Regions from separate parts of the Sus scrofa genome. Here region 2 is linked to region 1. A link is a contact called in public HiChIP or PLAC-seq data. All regions are on one chromosome and are shown on one strand. The core of a region is the stretch at or near the end of the contact, and the rest is flanking DNA. Distances in the headings are between cores, read along the strand shown. Region 1 has its middle 7.4 kb from the start of PRRC2B. Region 2 overlaps RAPGEF1 (rap guanine nucleotide exchange factor 1).

Region 1 (6,564 bases), core at 1,106-3,605:
TGAAGTTGTGTCTCACCGTGGTTTTTTCTTTGCATTTTCACAATAGCTAATGATCTTGAGCATCTTTTCAGATGTCTGTTGGCTATTTGTATATCTTTTTGGCTAAATATCTATTCACGTCCTTCGCTCACTTTTTCATGGGGTTGGTTTTTTGTTTTGTTTTTTAGCACTGCACCCATGGCACATGGAAGTTCCCAGGCTAGGGTTCGAATTGGAGCTGCAGCTGCCAGCCTCCACCACAGCCACAGCAATGAGGGATCCAAGATTCATCTTCAACTTACAACCACGGCTCACAGCAACACCGGATCCTTAACCCACTGAGTGAGGCCAGGGATAGAACCCGCATCCTCATGGATCCTAGTCGGGTTCAGGTTTGTTAACCACCGAGGCATGAAGGGAACTCCCCATGGGGTTGTTTCTTGTTACTGAGTTGTAAGTGATCTTTATATATTCTGGATGTTAGACCCTTATCAGATAGAGGGTTTGCAAATATTTCTTCCCACCTGTGGGTTGTCGTCTCCCTTTCTTGATAGAAAGATGGATTCTGAGATCTCATATTTCTGGGATACTGCCCCAGCGGGCAAGACCTGGTTCCTCAATTCTCCTGCCAATAACTTTCCTCTACATTTATCCTCACCGCCACCGCATGTTTCAGCTCCATTAGTTGGTTTGGCTCCGCATTTGTTTGTTTCCTTTCCTTTTTTGGCCCTGCCCCTGGCATGTGGAAGTTCCTGGGCCAGGGATCAAACCCACACGGCAGTGACAACCCTGGGTCCTTAACCCACCGAGGGTACGGCTGCATGTTGAGGATGATTCTGAAGAGGCTCTTTGGGAAGGAGGACCACAGTTGGGGGATTTGCCACTGGCACAGAGAGGGGCAGGTAGGATGACTTCCTGGCACTCAGCATCCCTCACCTTTATTTCTTATTATTTTTTTCTTCGTTTTAGGGCTGCACCCACGGCATGTGGAGGTTCCCAGGCTTCGGCTGGATTCAGAGCTGCAGTTGCCAGCCTACACCACAGCCACGGGCAACTTGATATCCCAGCTGCCTCTGCAACCTACACCATGGCTCACGGCAATGCGAGTCCTTGACCCACTGAGCGAGGCCAGGGATGGGGATGGAACGCACATCCTCATGGATTCTAGTTGGGTTTGTTACCACTGAGCCGCAACGGGAACTCCTCCCTGGCCTTCATCTAGGAGTCTCCTCTGCGAACTTCTTCCCTTTCCCTTCCCAAGACCTATCCCTCAATAATTTTTCATTGCCTTTTCTCAGGCAGAGTTGCCAAGTTTTTTTTTTTTTTTCTTTTTTATGGCCACACCCAAGGCACATGGAAGTTCCTGGGCCAGGGATTGAACCTGGCTTCAGCATTTTAAACTCACTGTGCCACAGTGGGAACTCCTGAAGGTACCAATCTTATTCTCACATTTCTTTTTATTCCCCAGTCTTGGCAATTTCCCTCTCTCTCTCTTTTTTTTTTTTTTTTTTTTTTTTTTGTCTTTTTGCCTTTTCTAGGGCCGCTCCTGCAGCATATGGAGGTTCCCAGGCTAGGGGTCTAATCAGAATTGTAGCCGCCAGCCTACACCACAGCCACAGCAACGCCAGGTCTGAGCTGTGTCTGCGACTACACCACAGCTCACAGCAACACCAGATCCTTAACCCACTGAACAAGGCCAGGGATCGAACCCACAACCTCATGGTTCCTAGTCGGATTCGTTAACCACTGAGCCCAATGACAGGAACTCCAGCAATTTCCCTCTCTTGAGTCTTTCTCCTCAGCGAAAATCAAGGGCAACTTCCCAAGATTCAGGTGTGATGGGGAGAGGAATTTCCAGCACTCCCTGCGCTGCGCTTCCTTTGTCATGAGCCCCTCAAAAGTGACCTTGCTTTTAGTCCACATACGTCAGGTGCTGAGACTCAGATTGCCCACCCTGGTGTGGGCACCAAGCTCTCTGCAGGGCCCCTTGCTGCCTGTTCAGACCCGTGTCATATTTTTAGCTCAAGGCTCTATTCCTGCCAGAACGCACGTTCCCTGGGATGCGGCCACTTTTCCAATGGCCAACAGCCAGCCCGTGGTCCCCTCCCAATGCCCAGATGCTCCCAGCTCTGGGTCTTTGTTCAAGCTGGTCCCTCCATCTGGAGTGTTCTTCCCTGGTCTCCTCTGATTAAACTCCACTCTTCCTTCAAAGCCTGATATCAAAAGCACCTGCACCAGGAAGCCTCCCTTGGCCTCCCCAGGTGGAACCAATTTTTCCCTGGACTATGATTTTTTTTTCCCCTCCCGTTAAAGTGACCGCATTTTCTGAACTGTAATTGTGACTCATGCTCTCTGTCATTAGTACAGTTGCCTTTTAGAGAACAGGTGCAGAGACTATGAAAGCAGGCCCATCCAGGAATCCTGGCACACAAGATCACTACACAGGCTATAGGGCTCCCAACCCTGGATCGTATTGCAAGCTAGCGGTGGGCCTGTGGCCCACAGTCTCCTGCCGACCAGGTCATAACAAGGCCCTGGATGATTCAGACCCACCTCAGGCCCATTGCTGGGTAACAAGGAAAAACCTTTGTATTCGATTATGCTTCAATCACCAGAGGGATGTTGCCTATAAGCTTAAATTATACACAGTGGCCCATCTCCAGGAACCCTGCTTCCCAGGCAGTGAGCATTCAGCTAAAAGACCTTTGTTGAGCTTACAGGAAACATCCTGACCAAGACCACCTGTGAATGACCGCGGGAAGGAGGAAATTAGCACATCCCCTCCGGAGACTGATGGGAGCCAGGAAATGTTTGACTTTACTCTCTCCCCTTTTAGGATCAAAGAAGCCTGAATTCAACTCAGGCAAGATGGTTCTTTGGGACGCCACCTTCTCCAACTGCTGGCTTTCCAAATAAAATCACTATTTCTTGGCGTTCCCGTTGTGGTGGGAATGAATCCGACTAGGAACCATGAGGCAGCGGGTTCAATCTCTGGCCTCACTCAGATGGGTTAAGGATCCATCTGGCATTGCCGTGAGCTGTGGTGTAGGTCACAGATGTGACTCAGATCTGGCATCACTGTGGCTGTGGTGTAGGCTGGCGGCTACAGCTCTGATTAGCCCCCTAGCCTGGAAACCTCCATATGCTGTGGGGGTGGCCCTAAAAACACAAAAAGACCGGCCTACGCCAGAACCGCAGCAACGCAGGATCCGAGCCACGACTGCAACCTACACCACAGCTCACGGCAACGCCGGATCCCTAACCCACTGAGCAAGGCCAGGGACTGAGCCCGAAACCTCATGGTTCCTAGTCGGATTCGTTAACCCACTGAGCCACGACAGGAACTCCTGTTGTTTGGTTTTTTATGCCCCTTGAGAGATTCTTGAACAGAGGAATGATTTCTTTTTCATCTTGCCATTTCTCAGTATCCTGGCCAGCCTTACCACTATAGATCTCAGTAAATTTTTTTTTTTTTTTTTTTTTTTTTTGTCTTTTGTCTTTTGTTGTTGTTGCTATTTCTTGGGCCGCTCCCGTGGCATATGGAGGTTCCCAGGCTAGGGGTTGAATCGGAGCTGTAGCCACCGGCCTACGCCAGAGCCACAGCAACGCGGGATCCGAGCCGCGTCTGCAACCTACACCACAGCTCACGGCAATGCCGGATCGTTAACCCACTGAGCAGGGGCAGGGACCGAACCCGCAACCTCTTGGTTCCTAGTCGGATTCGTTAACCACTGCGCCACGACGGGAACTCCGTAAACTACTCAGTGTTTTTTTTGTTTGTTTGTTTGTTTTTGTCTTTTTGCCATTTCTTGGGCTGCTCCAGCAGCATATGGAGGTTCCCAGGCTAGGGGTCCAATCAGAGTTGTAGCCACTGGCCTACACCAGAGCCACAGCAATGTGGGATCCAAGCCGCATCTTCGACCTACACCACAGCTCACGGCAACGCCGGATCCTTAACCTACTGAGTAAGGCCAGGGATCGAACCCACAACCTCATGGTTCCTAGGTGGATTTGTTAACCACTGAGCCACGACGGGAACTCCATAAATATTTTTTTGCAGCTGGATGGAGTGTCTTCGTTAGACAGAAAGCGTGGAGGTTTAGATAAGGCACTGGTGGGGGAAAACAAGAAGCCCTGAGAGCCAGGAAGAGGATCTACAAATAATGTCACCAACATTCCCTTTCCCGAATGCAAATGCCGCTCCCTCCACCAAAGTGGGGCGGGATCTACCTTCCCTCTCCTTGAGTCTGAGCTCCCACTTTCATGCCTTTGGAACCCAGCTGCCAGGCTATAAGGAAGCACAGACTATTTTGCTGGAGAGAAGCCACAAGGAGAATGCTGGAGTATGAGATAGCTTGTGGAGGAAGGGACAGGGCTGTGGCATGACCCCAGTCACTACCAGGTGGCACAGAAGAATCATCCAAAATCCTACCAAATTGTGAGAAGTAACTTTTTTTTTTTTTTTTAGGGCCACACCCACAGCATGTGGAAGTTCCCAGGCCAGGGGTCACACTGGAGCTGCAGCTGCCAGCTTACGCCATAGCCACAGCAACATCAGATCTAAGCTTCATCTCTGACCTACACCATAGCTCACAGCAACGCCAGATATTTAAACCACTGAGCAGGGCCAGGGATTGAACCCAAAACCTCATGGATACTATGTGGTTTCGTGACCGCTGAGCCACAATGGGAACTCCATACCTCCTGCACTTAAAAAAAATTTTTTTTTTTCTTTTTAGGGCCGCACCCGTGGCATATGGAGGTTCCCAGGCTAGGGGTCGAATCTGAGCTGTAGCCGCCCCTGGCCTACACCACAGCCACAGCAACATGGGATCCGAGCCACATCTTCAACTTACACCACAGCTCATGGCAAAGCCAGATCCCCAACCCACTAAGAAAGGCCAGGGATCGAACCTTCATCCTCATGGATGCTAGTCGGGTTCAGGACCTCCATAACTTCTGCATTTTTAACCATGGCTCCATGCTGGGGGATAGACCCAGTGCCTGCTTCTGGGTTTAGCTTGGATACCCACTGATGAGGTGAGCTGAGGTGAGTGGACTGACCTCACCTCTATGCTTTGTGGAACCCTTGGGTGGCATGTGTGGCCATGCTGTGAACAAGACTCAGGCTCCAAGTGGCTGATGGGAGGCTTGGCTTTGAAGCCAGATGGGGCCCATTGGAGCGGCTTCTGGGTTGTCCCTACGCTCTGTGCCTGGACTGGCACTTTGAAGGCTGGCTCCCTGTTGTGTTCTGTGTCTAGGGGCCCTCCATGCCCCTCCCCTGCAGTGAGACATTGATTTGCCAGAGCTTTTGTGCCCTGGATGACCAGAGAGGTGCATCTGTCCGCAGTGGCTAGGCTGTGGCAGGTGAAGGTCCAGGAGCCTCGACTTACTGTTCTGTAAAATCAGCTTGACGATAGACCCTAACTCACAAAATCATGGTGAAGAGGCTGTGATATCCAGAAAGTGGGTACAGGCACAAGTCCTCAACAGGTGTGTCTTCTCTTTTCCACTCTGTCCCCAGCTCTCTGAGTGAACTTGGGAACTTCGCGAATCCGGGTTTTAATTTCCCTACATGAAAGTGCTCAATAAATCACGACTACTCTTTTTTTTTTTTTTAATTTTTATTAGAGGAATTCCCACTGTGTTTCAGTGGGTCAAGAACCTGACTAGGGAGTTCCCATCGTGGCACAGCAGAAACAAATCCGACTAGGAACTATGAGGTTGAGGGTTCAATTCCTGGCCTCGCTCAGTGGGTTAAGGATCTGGTGTTGCCGTGAGCTGTGGTTAGATCGCTAACATGGCTCAGACCTGATGTTGCTGTGGCTGTGGTGTAGGCTGGCAGCTGTAGCTCTGAATCGACCCCTAGCCTGGGAACCTCCATGTGCCATGGGTGCGGCCCTAGAAAAAAAAGAAAAACCTGACTAGGATCCATGAGGAGGCAGGTTCGATCCCTGTCCTTGCTCACTGGGTTAGAGTCCAGCATTGCTGTGAGCTGTGGTGTAGGTCACAGACGTGGCTTGGATCTGGCGTGGCTGTGGCTGTGGTGTAGACGGGCAGCTGCAGCTCCAATTCAGCCCCTAGCCTGTGAACTTCCATATGCTGTGGGTGCAGCCCTAAATAGACAAAAAATAAAAATTAAAAAAACAAAAACAACAAATTTTTATTAGAGTATAGTGGATTTATAATGTGCTAACCCAATCACACACACACACACACACACACACACACACACACACACACACTCTCTCTCTTTCTTATATTATCTTCCATCATAGTCTCTCCTGAGACTGGATGTAGTTCCTTGTGCTATACTGTGGGACCTCATTGCTTATCCATTGTAATTAAAAAAATTTTTTTTCTTGCAGCATATGGAAGTTTCTAGGCTAGGGGATGAATTGGAGCTGCAGCTGCTGGCCGATGCCCCAAAGCTATGCCAGCTTCGAGCCATGTCTGTCACCTATAATGCGGCTCTCAGCAACACTGGACCGTCAACCCACTGATTGAGGCCAGGGATCGAACCAGAACCCTCATGGATACTGGTCAGGTTCCAACCCACTGAGCCACAGTGGGAACTCCCTGCTT
Region 2 (6,564 bases), core at 1,811-4,310, 190 kb after region 1:
CAGGCAAGCCCTCCCTCTGTCCCCGCTGCTGCCAGCCCCGAGGCCATCGCAACCAACGAGCCCCGCCCACAGCGGGTTTCTATCCGACCCAGAAACCTGCCTAGGTAGCTACTCGTTTTCACACATTGTATTTCCCCATGTAATTCACAAACTCAAGGCCAAGGCTGGTACCCAGGCAGACGAGCCTGTGGAAGTGCCGCACTGACACGGAAGGCTCAGAGGCTCGCTGGACCCGGTTCGCACGCCAGCTTGCTGAGAAGCCGGGGGCAGAGGAGCCATAGTGTCCTCCCCACAGGTGCCATGTGCCAACTGAGCCCTCAGAGCCACCAACCGGGCTGGGCACTCACTCTGGGCTGTGCCAGGGAGGTAGAGTTTGGTGAAGCGCTTGGCCTTTGCAGTTCCCGGTTTCACCTCCGGAGGATGCTCCCTCACTGGCTGGGAAGGTCCACAGAGAAGAAACGCCTCGGCCGAGGGAGGGGACGGCCTGGTCCCGAGAGGCCACTCTGAGGGACCCCTCCACGCCACCCTGTTGGGACAGTGGCTGCGGTCCCCCATGAAAGCCCAGTTGTCGGACCTGTCAGATGCTCACCCCCGGCAGGAAGGTGCTGCCACAGGACCTGCTGAGAGACACTCCCCTCTGGTCAGGAATCTGCCTAGTTTAAGATTCACGCTCGGTGCTGCTGTGGTTGGAGTGTTTGTGTCTCCCTGCCCCAACTCGTGCCGAAATCCTAACCGCCAGGGATGACAGTGTTTGGAGGGGCCTTGGGAAGTCTTTAAAAGCTCTCCCCAGTGGGGTCTGGGCCCCAGAAGGGTGCCTCGCCCTCCTGCCGCATGAAGATCACTGAGTGTCTATGACCAAGAAGAAGGCCCTCACCCAACCGAGCTGGCACCCTGGTCTTGACTTCCCACCCCCAGAGCTGTGAGCAATGAACTTGTTACAAGCAGTCCAGTCGATGGTATTGTTTCAGCTGCGTGAGCGAACTAAGACAAGTGCCAACTCTGAGGGCTTGACGAGTCCTCACTGACCCCCCTCCTGCCCCCCTGAGCACTTAAGCAGGCCCTGCAGGAACCAAGCATGTGACTCTCTCTCTCATACACACACACACACACACACACTCATGCATGCAAGCATGTACGCACAATGGATCACACCTGATACTAGCTCGTGGGGCGGCAGACTCCACACTGCAGCTGCCTTTCCCGGGAGATGGGACAACAGCTGAGAGGGCACGCTCTCAAGGAACACAGACCTGGGCTCGGGTCCTGGGCTCTCTCCCTGTGTAACCGTGGGCAGGTGATGTTAAGTTCTTGAGCCCCAGTCTTTTCCTCTTTAAAATGGGGATGAATGGGAGAAAATAGTATCAAATGATGCAACCGACAAGGGCTTAATCTCCAAAATATACAAACAACTCATACAATTTAACAGCAAAAAAACAAACAACCCAACTGAAAAATAGGCAATGGGTTCCCGTCGTGGCTCAGCAGAAATGAATCAGACTAGCATCCGTGAGGACGCAGGTTTGATCCCTGGCCTTGCTCAGTGGTTTAAGGATCCAGCGTTGCTGTGAGCTGTGGTGTAGGTTGCAGACGTGGCTCAGCTCAGATCCCGCGTTGCTATGGCTGTGGTGTAGGCTGGTGGCTACAGCTCTGATTCAAACCCGAGATGGAAACTTCCATCTGCCTCAGATGTGACCCTAAAAAGACAAAAAAAAAAAAAAGAAAGAAAAAAAAGAAAAATGGGCAGAAGACCCAAATAGACATTTCTCCAAAGAAAGCACTTGAAAAAACGCTACATCACTGATTATTAGAGAAATGCAAATCAAAACTACGAGATACCACCTCACACCTGTCAGAATGGCCATCATTAATAAATCCACAAAGAACAAATGTGGAGAGGGTGTGGAGGAGAGGGAACCCTCCTGCACTGTTGGTGGGAATGTAAATTGGTACAACCGCTATGGAGAACAGTATGGAGGAACCTCAGAAAGCTAAATATAGAACTGCTGTATGATCCAGCAATCCCACTCCTGGGCATTTATCTGGACAAAACTTCCATTAAAAAGATACATGCACCCACATGTTCATTGCAGCTCTATTCACGATAGCCGAGACATGGAAATAACCCAAATGCCCACTGACAGATGAACAGATTAAGAAGATATGGTACATATACACAATGGAATACTACTCAGCCATAAAAAACCAAAATAATGCCATTGCAGCAACATGGATTGAACTAGAGACTCATACTGAGTGAAGTAAGTCAGAAAGAGAAAGACAGATACCATAAGATATCACTTGTGTCTGGAATCTAATATATGGCACAAACGAATCAGTCTACAGAAAAGAAAAAAGCTCGTGGACTTGGAGAAACAGACTTACGGTGGCCGAGGGGGGCATGGGGAGGGAGTGGGGCGGACTGGGAGTCTGGGGTTAGAAGATGCAGATGATAGCATTTGGAGGGGTAAGTAAGCAATGAGATCCTGCTGCACAGCACAGGGGACACTTGTGATGGAGCATGATGGAGGATAATGTGAGGAAAAATGTCTATTATATGTCAAATTTCACTTGACAGCAGAAATGGACAGAACACTGTAAGTCAACTACAATTAAAAACAAAAAAAACCCTGATCACTTAAAACGGGGATGGATTTCTCACAAGGTCTTTGGGTGGATTCACTGAGACGTCCTGGCGAGTGACAAGCAGTGACTGTCAGCTACTCTCTTTTGTCCTCCGAACTACCCCCAGGAACTCCTCTGAAAACAGAGCTGGGGCATTTAATTAATTCGATACATATGTACTGAATGAGGAAGCACTGAGGAATGGCTTCTAAGGCTGTTATTAACCGGAGCACCTAGGAAACCTCCTGACTCAGTGGCGCCTCCGTTTCGGGTGTGGAGGCTCATGGACCAGCTCGTCTTGCTGTCCAGGCGCAGGCCTGCCCGGTGCAGGGGTGGGAGAGGGGGCTCAGGGACGCTGCCAAAGGCCTGGGCTGCAGAGGAGCGGGCAGCCCCCAAGGAGAGGGAAGGAGCGCCGGCGTCTCTTGGACAAAGTGTCCTGGCTGCCCCGCCGCCCTCCTCGGCAACAGCAGGCCTGTAAAGCGCTGTGGCATTCAAGCTATGCAGTCTTGCTGGGACAAGAGCCAGGCTGGAAAGACACCTTCCGGAGGCAGGAGCGGCCCTCTAATCGCCGCAAAGCGACTCCTCACGGCTCTGCAGAGGGGCGGGTTGCAGCGTGGCTCCCGCCGTGCCAGGGTCAACAAGTCCAGGGCATTATTTCCAGGCTTTTAAGGTCATATTTATTCATACGGGCAGGGAGAGAAGCGGGGCTGGCCACCGAACAGAAACACCACTTCACCGAAGCCTGGAGTTTATTTTAGGACTGGCTGGTGCCCGGCTTTGCTTCTGACAGAGAGCTGTTGCACTCTGCAGCAGGAATTTTTATTTATAGCCAGAGTAAGACTGTTTGGGCTGAGGACTTTATAACAGGAGGGGCTGCCTGTCGGGAGAGTGGAGCGCTGGAGCGAGTTCCTGGGGAGGAGAGCAGTGAGAAGAGGGGGTACCTGCCCCCAGTGTCAGCCCTGATCACACTGCTATCAAAGTGCCAGCAAGAACCACCTCATAACGGTGATGCTGATGGTGACAGCTACGCTACTGAGTGCTTCCTGCTGGTCAGGTGAGGCGCTGACTCAGCTTGTCTGCAGCAAGTGCTGTGGCCATCCCGTCCCCAAGGCGAAGGGGCAGGGAAGGTGAGCCATGTACCCAGCAACACTTGGCTCGGCTCCTGAGAGACAGTGCCGGGAGGACCAGCTCACACTCACTGAGTGTTCTGGGCCGTGCCGGGCCCTGAGCAGGCCATCTCGCAGCCCTGCAGCATCCGGCCGGCCACCTCCACTCAAAATGGCCTCAGCGGAGGGTTCTGATGGCCCGCCTGCAACAGGCGGTCGGCCACGGCTTGACACACAAGCCAGAGATGCAGAGAAAAGACCCGCCCTCCTGTGAGACACAGGAACCGGCAGCCTGTTCTTTTGAAAACACGCACTTGAAAGAACCACTTTCCGGGTGCAAAGGACGAGAAGGCACGTGCCTCGCGGCCGTTCACATGCTAAACGCAAAGCCGCCCTCAAAGCCGGGGCACCGCTTTCCTTCCTTTCCCCGGTATCCCGGGCGGAAAAGTGACCAGGGATGGGCCCTGTTCTGTGCTGGCGGGAAAGCACCAGAGTCAGATTCCTCAATCTGAGGACCGTCACCGGGTTCCTCTGCTTAGCGGAAGGCGGGGGTGCCAGAGGCGGCAGCCGGCGAGCCAGCAGCTGAGGGCTGCGGCCACGGCCAGAGCACCGTGACTGGAACGCAACTCCACAGTGACCTGGGCTCCAAGCTCGAAGAAATTTCGGTTCTGCCGATTGTGCGGAAACGCTCGTTTGGGTCAATGGACTTCGTGTGGCGGGAAGTGTGCGGGCAGTAGAGAAGGTGCCAGAGCTCAGCGCTGCTGGAAACTCCCGGCTCAGCAAGGCTCAGGACTTCCATGTGTTTGGATGCTACTTAGCAAAACAGAGAAGCGACTGGACAGCTGGTTTGGGGGCATGCATTTTCGTCCACCATCTGTGAGAAAGCGCCCTCCAGGGAAGTGCTGTTTCAGGCAGTGTGGCCCTTCTTCCCCTCTGCAGGGCCAGCACTGGTCCTGGGCACACAGGACGCCTCCTCCAACCAAGGCCCGCAAGTGTCGACACAACACGGGGCTTCAGTTATTTCTCTTGGAAGGAAGTACACTTTCAGCCACTGCAAAAAACACACACCTGCCACGATTTCTTGGGAAGGAACCTCCTGGAAAGAACCACATCTGATTTGGTTCTCAGAGAGATGGGACGCGGTCACTCCTGGGTCACCAGGACGAACCCATGACAACCTTCCTTGTCACTCCACGTGGCAAACGGGACTGAAGACCGCTGTCTCCTCTCTGCTTCCTGGTCCCAAGTAAGCCATCCTGTGGGCCTGTCTTAGGCCCACAGGCAACTTCCTTCTTGGACGTGCTTGTCTTCATTCACGACAACTACGTTTCAGATCGTGTCAAAAGATGAGCTTCCAAAGCCAAGTGGCAGATTCTGAGGCCGCTGCTGCAACCCATTTCAAACTCAGACTAGTAATTTTCCAACAGAGGATGCACAAGAACAGAAATGTTTTGCTCAGGAGAACTGCAGGACAGGTGAAAGCAGAAACTGACTCTCTCTCTTCTCATTACATAGTTCTGCGAGCCGAATCACAAGTTCTTCCTTAAAAACACTCTATTTTTGGTCAATGCTTTTGTGGCTAATTATACCTGTGTAAGAATCTCCAATACACTTTGAGATGCTCTGTGTATTCATTAAATATTAACCTTAATCACAACAACTCTTCACAGGGAAGACTGAGTACTGATTCCAAGATGATTTGAATTCAGTTCTAGAAATCTGACTCAACCATGTTTACTCTCCGGATTGACCAGCACAACAGAGGCTCTAATTACACGTATTCTTAGCACTTATTTACAGCCTGTAGCTAGACTCCGTAGCGCCTCAGAACACAGAGGACAAAAGCCACCCTCTCAATGTCCAGCCCAGGCACGGCTTTCCTGTCCACCAGCCCACGCAGGGCTCCACGTTCCCAGTCATTAACCAATTCACAAATGTCGCCCGAAGGCTGTAGTTTTCATGTTGAGGACCTGGCCTCTAACCTTAGCTCTACCTTAAAACGCTGAGCAAACGGCTCAGCTTCTCTATTCTGGTTTCTCCGCGCCTGGAATGGGAGTCAGCATTCGTCACAGGGCAGGAAGAAGTCGACAAGCAGCTTGAAGACATGAAAGTAAAGGCAACTGTCAGTGTGCGGACAGCACCCTTACGGCTCACATCACACGGGACCTTCACAAGGACCAGGGGGCCTTCTGGTGCCTGGCGTTTGGGCCATCATGGACTGAGCCAGACGCACATCTGCAGGAAGGGCCAAAGTGAAGTCCCTGAGTCTGAAGCTGGCCTCAGAGCACCAGCCATCCCGCAGCTGAGAGCATCAACGACAAGGACACTGTCGCTCCGAAGCCTTTAGACGGGAGGGGAACAAACGGCCAAGCCAGAATGGGCAAGGGTCCTTGCTTGGTCCTGCTACTGGATGGGCCAGCCCTGCCTCCCTGCAGGGCCCGTGCTGGCGGCCAGGCAGGGCAAGGCAGGCTGACCCCTGACACAGGTGGGAACCCCAAGGGCAGGGGCTTGACACAAACGCAAAGGCCCGCTTCCACTCTCTGGCCCGAAGGCAGCAGAAACCCAGAGGGGGTGCTGGTCTGTCTGTACCCCCCACCCCCACCAAAGTTGTGTCTGGGCTCAGAGTGGCAGTGAATTTGGACATCACACTTGAGGGACATGCTGGCCACACAAGCGCCCTGAGTCAGTGAGAAGGGCGGGAAAGCACAGGGCGAACCTACCAAGGAGCAAATCCTATTTCAAGGGCCCAGCGGACAGCAGCTGCCTGCGACGTCTGGGGTCACAGAGCCAGCAGCCTGCCTGGCTCAGCAGGCAAGGAACATGAGGACGAAGCGGG

What was found. HiChIP or PLAC-seq counts read pairs in DNA pulled down with a chosen protein or histone mark.
Region 2: an H3K27ac HiChIP or PLAC-seq map of skeletal muscle shows a contact between it and region 1, with 2.8 times the contacts expected there. The contact joins two enhancer-like sites. A contact is called at or near these places in 2 of 2 datasets of contacts at active chromatin or transcription factors (alveolar macrophages and skeletal muscle).

What each region holds. Positions count from the first base shown.
Region 1 is chr1:271,326,111-271,332,674 of Sscrofa11.1, forward strand. No RefSeq gene overlaps it. Among named protein-coding and RNA genes, the nearest start is that of PRRC2B, 7.4 kb to the right of the region's middle. Within about 2 kb of position 2,356, at least 7 of the 83 cell types and tissues checked have an H3K27ac peak or open chromatin away from gene starts, as enhancers often do. A contact at or near this core is called in skeletal muscle, where this site is marked.
Region 2 is chr1:271,518,196-271,524,759 of Sscrofa11.1, forward strand. The region is part of intron 13 of RAPGEF1 (rap guanine nucleotide exchange factor 1); the gene reads right to left. Among named protein-coding and RNA genes, the nearest start is that of UCK1, 68 kb to the left of the region's middle. Within about 2 kb of position 3,061, at least 29 of the 83 cell types and tissues checked have an H3K27ac peak or open chromatin away from gene starts, as enhancers often do. A contact at or near this core is called in skeletal muscle, where this site is marked.